2 separate regions of the Mus musculus genome follow, and region 1 is linked to region 2. A link is a contact called in public HiChIP or PLAC-seq data. All regions are on one chromosome and are shown on one strand. Each heading gives the region's core, a stretch centred on a gene start, on an enhancer-like site or on the middle of the called end of the contact. The rest is flanking DNA. Distances are from core to core; before and after follow the strand shown. Region 1 overlaps Nek9 (NIMA (never in mitosis gene a)-related expressed kinase 9). Region 2 has its middle 24 kb from the start of Fos.

Region 1 (4,435 bases), core at 1,048-3,547, 180 kb before region 2:
CCTCTGTAGTTAGTATAACACTCACATGCGCAAACCCACTCTTAGATACACACATAGCCATAAAATTAAAAAAAATAATTCCAGCTGGGCAGTGGTGGCCCACGCCTTTAATCCTAGCACCTGGGAGGCAGAGGCAGGAGGATTTCTGAGTTCGAGGCCAGCCTGGTCTACAGAGTGAGTTCCAGGACAGCCAGGGCTACACAGAGAAACCCTGTCTCGAAAAGTCAAAAAAAAAAGAAAAGAAAAGAAAAGAAAAGAAAAGAAAAGAAAAGAAAAGAAAAGAAAAGAAAAGAAAAATCCCTCTTCATCATCAGCATTTGTGACATCCAATAGGTGGATAGAATAGAGTATTCTCCCACAAAGCAGAACACGTAGTGCTCTCTCGTATCTCAGCCTTCTGTTACTCACCTTTCTCCTTGCTCATCGCTCTTTCACACAGTAGGCAACTGGGAAGTTTGGTCTTAGTTTTGGGAACGGAACTTAGGGCCTTACTTGCTCTAGTGCTGCATCACTGAGCGGCTCTCCCCAAGCCTCGGAACGCTGTTATTAATCAGTCTATTTCCTAAGTGTCTCTGGTCTTTTTTGGGGTGGGGGAGGTAGTTGTTTGCTATAAAATATCACCCGACATTGTATTATGTTCCATGTTAAATGTACTCAGGATGCTGTTCATGCGTGGCTTACCTGTGACACAGACAGTGAAATCATCCCCACACGACACCTGGTGGATAGCCTTCCCTTGTAACTTTTCTACATGCTTTGGCTGTCGGTAGGAAGCTTTGTCTCCATGTCCTAGCTGACCGTGAAGTTTAGTGCCCCCTTGCATGTTCTGTTAAAAAAAGACATCTTGTGAAATTTAACTTTTCATGCTAAAAGCTAATCTTTAATATCCTACTTCTAAAGAAAAACAGTAAGAAAAAATAGTGAAAATTTAAAGACAAAAGTGGGTAAGGGGATTAAATTTTTAAAAAAAATTTTTGAGACAGGTTTCACTATATATTGCTAGCTGTCCTGAAACTAACTCTCTGTATAGAAAGGCTAGGCAGCCTGCCTGTCTCTGCCTTTTGAGGACTGGGACACCACTATGCCTCACTAGGACAAAGCATTTTAATGATTAACATAACCCCACAGCTACATGTAAAGAAGATTTTAAAACACATCCAGATTCATATCCATCAGGCATCAGGTCAAACTGCAAATTCTGTCTTATCTTACGTGAGGTGAACTGTGGGTGATGATGGACAGTTCATTGAAGTATACTTCGGTTGCTTTCTGCTCTAATTTGGTTTCTGTTGCTGTAATAAATACCATGACTAAAAGCACCTTGGAGAGGAAAGAGCTTAGAGTTTGCAGTCTATCAGCAGGGGACACCAGGGCAGGAACTGAAGTCAAGTCAGACACTGAAGCAGAAGGCACCACTGCTCACTGGTTGTTCCTTAGGGCTTTCTCAGCTTGCTTGCTTCTAGCACCCAAGACGACCTGTCCAGGAGTAGCACCAGCCACAGTGAGCTGTGCCCCCATCAGTCATTAACGGAGAAAATGCCCCACAACGTGCCAATCTGATGGAGGCAATTCCTTAACTGAGAGGTTCCCTTTATCCTGTGTCAAGTTGACAAAAACTAAACAGAACATTTTCTAAATGAGTACAATCTCTTAAAAACAACATGTACTATAAGTTTTATAAATTTTGGTTACCTTCCTCAAAGCACAGAACAGCTATAAGGAATATAGCTATATCAAAAAGAAAACAAAACTGAGGGGGAAATAAAACAGAGATTTTGGTTCCATCAAAGAAGTTGGTGGGGGCGGGGGGGAGGGGGGCTGCCCTGGCTGTTCTGCTTTCTTGGTTCTCTCTTAAAGGTCAGCATCTTGAAGGGAGTGTTGGCTATTTAAGGTTGCTGTTTAATGATAATAACAGCTCACCTATCTTAAGTCTTGGTCACTTTGCTGCAGTAGCTGACCTGCCTGTCTGCGTTCCTCTGAGGCCAGAAACTTGCATCTCTGGCGTTTATGACCTCATCCTAAAACAGCAGGGATTAAGTCAAGGATTAATTGCTAGAGCCTTTCCCCTCTTGTCCAGATGCCTCTCTTGTCAGGCTGGGGCAATAAACTTCTATTGAATCCAAAGAAGAGTCTTGCTTGCAGAAAGAAAAACTTTTACACAAGCAAATATGGATAAACTCACATAAGTTCATGTACAAATTCATGCTTGCACATTCTTATGTCTCTATTCAAACCAGTTGGGTCCAGCTACTTATTTCATAATTACACACACATCCATACTTACATATGCATATGGAGCAAGAGACCAAGCACCGGTGCAGAAGGAAGTAACTCATTCTGCATGAAAAATGAGCTCCAATCTTTACTGCACGGAGAAAGGAGAAGCTTCTGCCCTTTTGTTGTTAAATGAAGTAAACTTAAGTCTGTAAGAAGAAAGCTTTGTCCTCTGTAGTAAGATGAAGCCTGCCTTGCTATCAAGAAAAGACCTGTTCTGTCGAGTGGTAAGGAGAAGCCTGCCTGCTCCTTCTGCTCTCTGCAGCTTCTTCTATTTTCCTCTTCCCCTTTGCATTCTGCACATTGCTCATTTTTTTTAAGTTGCCTTATAATTTCTAAGTTACTCCACTCTGCATTCTCCTTCTAATCTTGCTCTCTCCTTTGCTCTGATGTAACAATGCCCTTGTTCCCAATGCTATGCCTTCCAATGCTATGCCTTCCAATACAATGTTTCCTAGTCTTTTGGACCTTCCTAGAAGAAGAGATCACGTGGCTTATGCAAGCATCCATTTTTTTTTTTTTACAAAAATTCACTAGAACTTCAAACATAAATTTAAACCATAAATTGAATAAGAAGTTTACAGCGGAGAATATTTACATGTATATCCATTAAGAGTAATTATCTGAGCGAGGCAGTGGTGGTGCACGCCTTAAATCCCAGCACTCGGGAGGCAGAGGCAGGTGGATTTCTGAGTTTGAAGCCAGCCTGGGCTACAGAGTGAGTTCCAGGACAGCCAGGGCTACACAGAGAAACCCTGTCTCAAAAAAAAAAAACAAAAAAAAAACCAAAACAAAAATTATCTGGTTAAACATTTCACTACTTAGCTCAACAGGTTCACTAAAAGTGAAAAACTATCATTTTTGTGACTAAGTTATTAGTGAAGTTTTTTTTTTTTTTTTTTTTTTTTTTTAAAGATTCACTACATATAAGTACACTGTAGCTGTCTTCAGACACACCAGAGGAGGGCATCAGATTTTATTACAGATGGTTGTGAGCCACCATGTAGTTGCTGGGATTTGAACTCAGGACCTTGGAAGTCAGTGCTCTTAACCACTGAGCCATCTCTCCAGCCCTAATAATGATTCTTTTTTTCTTTTTGGTTTTTTGATACAGGGTTTCTCTGTGTAGCCCTGGCTGTCTTGGAACTCACTTTGTAGACCAGGCTGGCCTCGAACTCAGAAATCTGCCTGCTTCTGTTTCCCGAGTGCTGGGATTAAAGGCATACGCACCACTGCCAGGCTGTGAAGTTTTATATAGATAAACCCAGTCAGTATTTTATCTTCTGTCCTTGCACTTATATTAAATCCTTAGTTCCCCTTCGTATGACTTTTGGTTAACTGTTTTACAGCCTGTTGGAATGTGCTCTAAGTTGTAGATTCCTGCTAGCTGTCTCAGAAGCAATTAACATTTGATTGACACTTGAAGACTGGAGAGTTTCTCAATGCAGCTTTGACATCAGAAAGGAGTTAATGGCAATCCTATTATAAAAGAGCTTAATGATTACTAATATAATCATTAATAATTTTAAAAAGATTTTTAAATTATTTTTAAAAAGATTATTTTAAAAAAGATTTATTTTATGTATGTGAGTACACTGTCGTTCTCTTCAGACACACCAGAAGAAGGCATCAGATCCCATTACAGATGGTTGTGAGCCACCACGTGGTTGCTGGGAATTGAGTTCAGGACCTCTGGAAGAGCAGTCAGAGCTCTTAATTGCTAAGCCATCTCTTCAGCCCAATTTTAGGAATTCTTATAGAATCATCATTAAGAACTAAAAAATCATCTATTTGTCTTTATAGCATACAAGACAGTAGTACATCTTCGTTGTTCTGCAGATATTTACTCAAAAGGGTGGGATAATTCCTAGTGATTGTTATATATGTTTAACAATAACAGGGAAAGCAGGACTCTTTCCTAAAATGAAATCTTCTCAGCCTTGCCTAAGAGGCAAATCTGTCATTAACTTTGACAGTCTATGGTGGATCCATCTCAGGAAGAGCACCTGCTAGTTTTTTGCTTCTCCTTGATGGCTCCGGGCAGAAGTGCTATATAGTACTAAGAACAGTCCTCATAGCTTTGCAACTTCCTTGGCGATAGCAAGTCTTCCCATGCACTCACTCAAGCATAAGTCCTCTAACAAAGAGTTGTAAGGAATGA
Region 2 (4,574 bases), core at 659-3,158:
TGCCTGTGGATATCCCGTCTTGCTAGAGTCAATTGTTAGAAAGACTTTCACTTTTAAAAGATAGAATTTTTTTAAAAAAGCATATTAACTCCTTACGGAATTCTGAGAGCACAGGGTTGAGTTATTGACCCAATTTCTATATTTTCGGCATAGCAGAACCTAGAGGATTCTCTCCCCAGTGAGGGCAACGTAAGACTGTTCTTTCACTCTTGTTAAAAAGCATTTGACCGTTGAATTTATAGTCTATGTCTGCATTGCTATAAAGAGGAAAATGTTAATACTACACATGAAATAGGTTTTTTCTTAAAATTCATTATTATCATTACTACTGTTGTTATTAGTGTATGGGTATGCATGCCTGTGGGGACATTTGTGGAGTAGGTTCTCTTCTCCCCTCTATACATGCATCCAGACATGGAAAGCAGGCCACAGGGCTTGTTTAACAAATGTACCTACTGAGCCATCTTGCCAGCCCTATGCTAAAGATTTTTCTTTTTGTTCTTTTGAGACAGGGTTTCCCAGTATAGCCCTGGCTGTTCTGGAACTCACTTTGTAGACCAGGCTGGCCTCAAACTCAGAAATCCACCTGCATCTGCCTCCCAAGTGCTGGGATTAAAGGCGTATGCCACCACCACCACCGCCTGGCAAAGTTTGTTTGTTTGCTTTTTTAAGATTTATTTATTATTATTTATCTATTATTATATTAGTACACTGTAGCTGTCTTCAGACACACCAGAAGAGGACGTCAGATCTCATTTTGGATCTCCATGTGGTTGCTGGAATTTGAACTCAGGACCTTTGGAAGAGCAGTCAGTGCTCTTAACTGCTGAGCCATCTCTCCAGCCCCAAAGTTTTTTTTTTTTTATCCTTGTGATTTTTAAAATAAATAAAAACAATTGTAAACATTTCCTGAAAAATCCCTCACTCTTTCCACTGGCTATGCTCGTCTGTGACACTTCCAAGATGCTCTCAATGCATTGAGTACAGTCTGCCTTGTTGGCCTGCCCACATTCTGTCAGGTAAGCAACCAAGACCTAAGTGGGCTGGAGGTATTCTATATGTCCCATGCTCCCCACGTGTTCTGTGAAGTGCAGAACACCCAGATCTCCGTGAGATGACGGTAATGTCTCTTTCCTTACACCACACAACTGGTAGGTGGCCGATCAGAGACTTGGACCCGTGGTCTTCGAATGAGGACTGACTGCTGGGTAGCCAGGGAGGCTGGCCTGTCTTGGGGAGGAGGGGGAGACAGGGAGAAGGTTTTGAAGAGAGGGTAACGGCAGAGATGACTCATTGGGGAAAGGCCTTGGGAATTATAAGGTTTGTATGTGTGGATGACATCAGCTTGTCTAGGAGACCAGGAGATACCCCAAGGGGAGGGACTCAAGACCGGAAGCAGAGGGCCAGGGTCAGGGCCAGGGTGTGGGGTTTTGGCTTAAGCCAGTGTTTTTTGGGGGGGGGGAGTCTTCATTTCCTTGAGCTAGGCAATCTTGCCCTAATTCTTCAGTAGATAGTTTATAGCTCTCCTTGATGCATTTGATGCTCAAATGGCTGTCAACTTAGCATTAGTGGGGGAACATGTGTCTATTCAGGTAGTCATTCTAGGGCCAGGTCCCTCAGAGTGCCTGTAATGGGGAGCAGCCAACCATAAGTCTACAAATCCCTTTACAAACTAACCGGGGAGATACTACCAGCAGAGGGCGCTCTTCAGCGAGACAAGGATTGACCCGAACTCTGCTATCTGCCTTGTGCATTGAGAACCGTCCATCCTTCCACTGTGTGGGTTCTGGGCCTCGAACTTGGGTTGTCAGACTTGGTGGCAAGCACCCTCACCTGCTGAGCTGTCCAGCCAGGTCCACTGATTGTTTCTTTATGTTAAAAACCTTCAAGGTTGCCAGGCAGTGGTGGCGCATGCCTTTAATCCCAGCACTTGTTCCAGGCCAGCCTGGTCTACAGAGTGAGTTCCAGGACAGCCAGGGCTACACAGAGAAACCCTGTCTCGAACTCCGTCTCCGTCCCCCCCCCCCCCCGCCCATATCTTCAAGGTTCTTTTAGCCTTTTGAAATATATCATACATTCTTATTTTTGCTATAATTTTCATTTACTTATTTATTATTTATTTATGGTACCGAGGAGAGAACCCAGGATTTTGTACATGTGAAGCAAGTGCTCTATCACTGAGCTACATCCCCATTCCCACAATACCACCGTTCCCTACAGTCTCTGTCCTATGCAACCACACACACCGGAACTTCCTGCTCTTTGCTCTCACGCAGTTCCTGTTGGCCAGAGTTCACCACCCCTTCCTTATTCTTCTCTTGCAGCCTTTGGTATCTCTCATTCCCTTCGCCAACTTCTGAAATGCTTCTTTAGTTTCATTAAACAGCAGGCTGGCCTTTAGTCATGTCTGTGGCATCCTTGAAGCTCACTCAGCTTAATAGTAAGTAGGATTCTGGATTGGAGCTGAGCATAGGGTCAGAGCATTAGTGAATTATTTGATGCCCCACTGGCTTTGTGGCTTCCACTTTGCCCGAGGGGTTACCATGTGTCATCACACTGGCTCTTGGAGATATTATTACCATGCTGGGGAAATCTCCAGGGAGCCAAAAAAATTCCAGGCAGGGAGATAGCTGCCTTCCCTGAATTCAGGGCTTCTGACCTCAGCGCCCCACCCCATCCCCACCACAGCCAATCAGCAAAAGATCTCTCCCAAACTGACAAGCAAAAGAAAACCTTGCAGACAGCTGAGCCCAAACAGACTTGGGTGAGGCTGAGGGGAACATCAGGCGTGGCGTCACCAGTCACCGGCTGTAGGCCAGGCTGTTGCCTGGAGATAGTTTGTTCATTTACCAGTGGACAGCTGAGCCAGTTGGGGGAACCCCAGGAGGAAGGCAGCGCTGGTGCCCAGGGGAGACTGGGTTTCTTTAAGTAATAGAAACCACAGGGAGGGCTTTGCCACTTTCAGAGAGTGCACCTTCTTCACACAGGAGCTGGCAGGAAGCCTAGGGGTTGGAGGTTGAGGGAGACCCTGGCAGGAGAGCCCGTAGCAGCTACAGCACCAAGGAGGGGTGTGGAGAAGCTGGAAGGCCTTCCGAGGAGAGAGGATTCACGGCTGTGTTGGCTTTCTGGGCAAAAGAATCACAGAAGTGTGTGTGTGTGTGTGTGTGTGTGTGTGTGTGTGTGTGTGTGTGTGTGTGTGTGTGTGTGTGTGTGTGTTTGGGGTGTGTATATACAGGTGCATGCATATGGGGTCACAATAATTTTTTAAGACAACTAAAACAACTGTACACACACACCAATAGGGGAGAGAAAGAGTGGACTTTAGAATCTCTGCGGTAGAATGCAGGATACCGGGCTGGAGAGATGGCTCAGTGGGTAAGAGCACCCAACTGCTCTTCCGAAGGTCCAGAGTTCAAATCCCAGCAACCACATGGTGGTTCACAACCATCTGTAACAGAGTTCAAATCCCAGCAACCACATGGTGGTTCACAACCATCTGTAACGAGATCTGACTCCCTCTTCTGGAGTGTCTGAAGACAGCTACAGTGTACTTACATATAATAAATAAATAAATCTTTAAAAAAAAAAAGAATGCAGGATACCTTATGCCCTTCAGGAGTCTGTCTGTCTGTCTGTAGTTATTTGAGACAAGGCTTCTCTATCTAGCCTGGGCTGACCTGGGATACTATATGTAGTAGAGGCTGACCTTAGACTTATCACTCCCCTGCCTCAGCCCCAAGTGCTAGGTCATGAGCCACCAGTATATATATATATATATATATATATATATGAGGCTATGGTATATATATTTTTATTATGACGATGATCACAAATTTGTCGAATGATCTTTTGAGTATTCATATCTGTGGGGGAAAGGTTACTTTAGGACAAACACGACACCTGCTTTCCGGTCCCTGCAGACTGTCAATCAAGAGCAGTCATGTGCCACTGCCCCGCCCTCACCAAACTTTTAACTCTTTGTCTAAACTGTCTGCCAGTGTGCTCCAGGGACCTGCCTTCCTTTGCATCTCCAGATGAGGGTTGTAGACATGAGACACAGCACTGGACTTTTACTTGGATCCCTGGGATCCGAGTTTAGGTCCTCACGCTCCTGTGGCAAGCACTTTACTAACTCCATCATCTCCCCAGCTCCCGCTTTCTCTCCCTCTTCCCTCCTCTCCTCCTCCCCCACCTCCTCCTCTTCTTCCCCCCTCCTCCTTCTGTAAATTTGTTATATTGTTTAGGACAAGCCCATTGCATCCTTGCCCCACCTATTTCTGTCTGCTTGTTTTAGAGATAGGGTCTCATTCTATAGCCCAGGCTGGTCTGGACTTCACCATCCTCCTGTCTCAGTTTTGTAATTACTGGGATGACAGGGATGTGCCACTGTCCCTGGCCAGAATGGTTTCTAATCCTGTGGCCTTCTATTTCTTTCCATCCTTTGTGTTGCAGGCATCCCACTGTGATTCAGCAATCACGCTGGGAAAAATGATACATGTTTGTATCTCATTTTGTGGTCTGAGAACCTGGTAACAGTGTGATGCTGTGCTGGCTAAGACAATCTGCACTCCTTC

What was found. HiChIP or PLAC-seq counts read pairs in DNA pulled down with a chosen protein or histone mark.
Region 1: a contact with region 2 is called in an H3K4me3 HiChIP or PLAC-seq map of bone marrow-derived macrophages, with 5 times the contacts expected there. The contact joins two enhancer-like sites. A contact is called at or near these places in 1 of 39 promoter capture datasets (stem cell-derived epiblast-like cells), 2 of 15 datasets of contacts at CTCF or cohesin (embryonic stem cells and large pre-B cells), 5 of 484 Hi-C or Micro-C datasets (bone marrow-derived macrophages, embryonic fibroblasts, embryonic stem cells and 1 more) and 23 of 115 datasets of contacts at active chromatin or transcription factors (the 230-238 cell line, the SCID.adh cell line, bone marrow-derived macrophages and 16 more).

The regions. Positions count from the first base shown.
Region 1 is chr12:85,314,899-85,319,333 of GRCm38.p6, forward strand. Nek9 (NIMA (never in mitosis gene a)-related expressed kinase 9) reads right to left here. Exons shown (of 22, transcript NM_145138.2): 11 at 682-826. Among named protein-coding and RNA genes, the nearest start is that of Nek9, 22 kb to the right of the region's middle. Within about 2 kb of position 2,298, at least 5 of the 459 cell types and tissues checked have an H3K27ac peak or open chromatin away from gene starts, as enhancers often do. A contact at or near this core is called in bone marrow-derived macrophages, where this site is marked.
Region 2 is chr12:85,495,228-85,499,801 of GRCm38.p6, forward strand. No RefSeq gene overlaps it. Among named protein-coding and RNA genes, the nearest start is that of Fos, 24 kb to the left of the region's middle. Within about 2 kb of position 1,909, at least 123 of the 459 cell types and tissues checked have an H3K27ac peak or open chromatin away from gene starts, as enhancers often do. A contact at or near this core is called in bone marrow-derived macrophages, where this site is marked.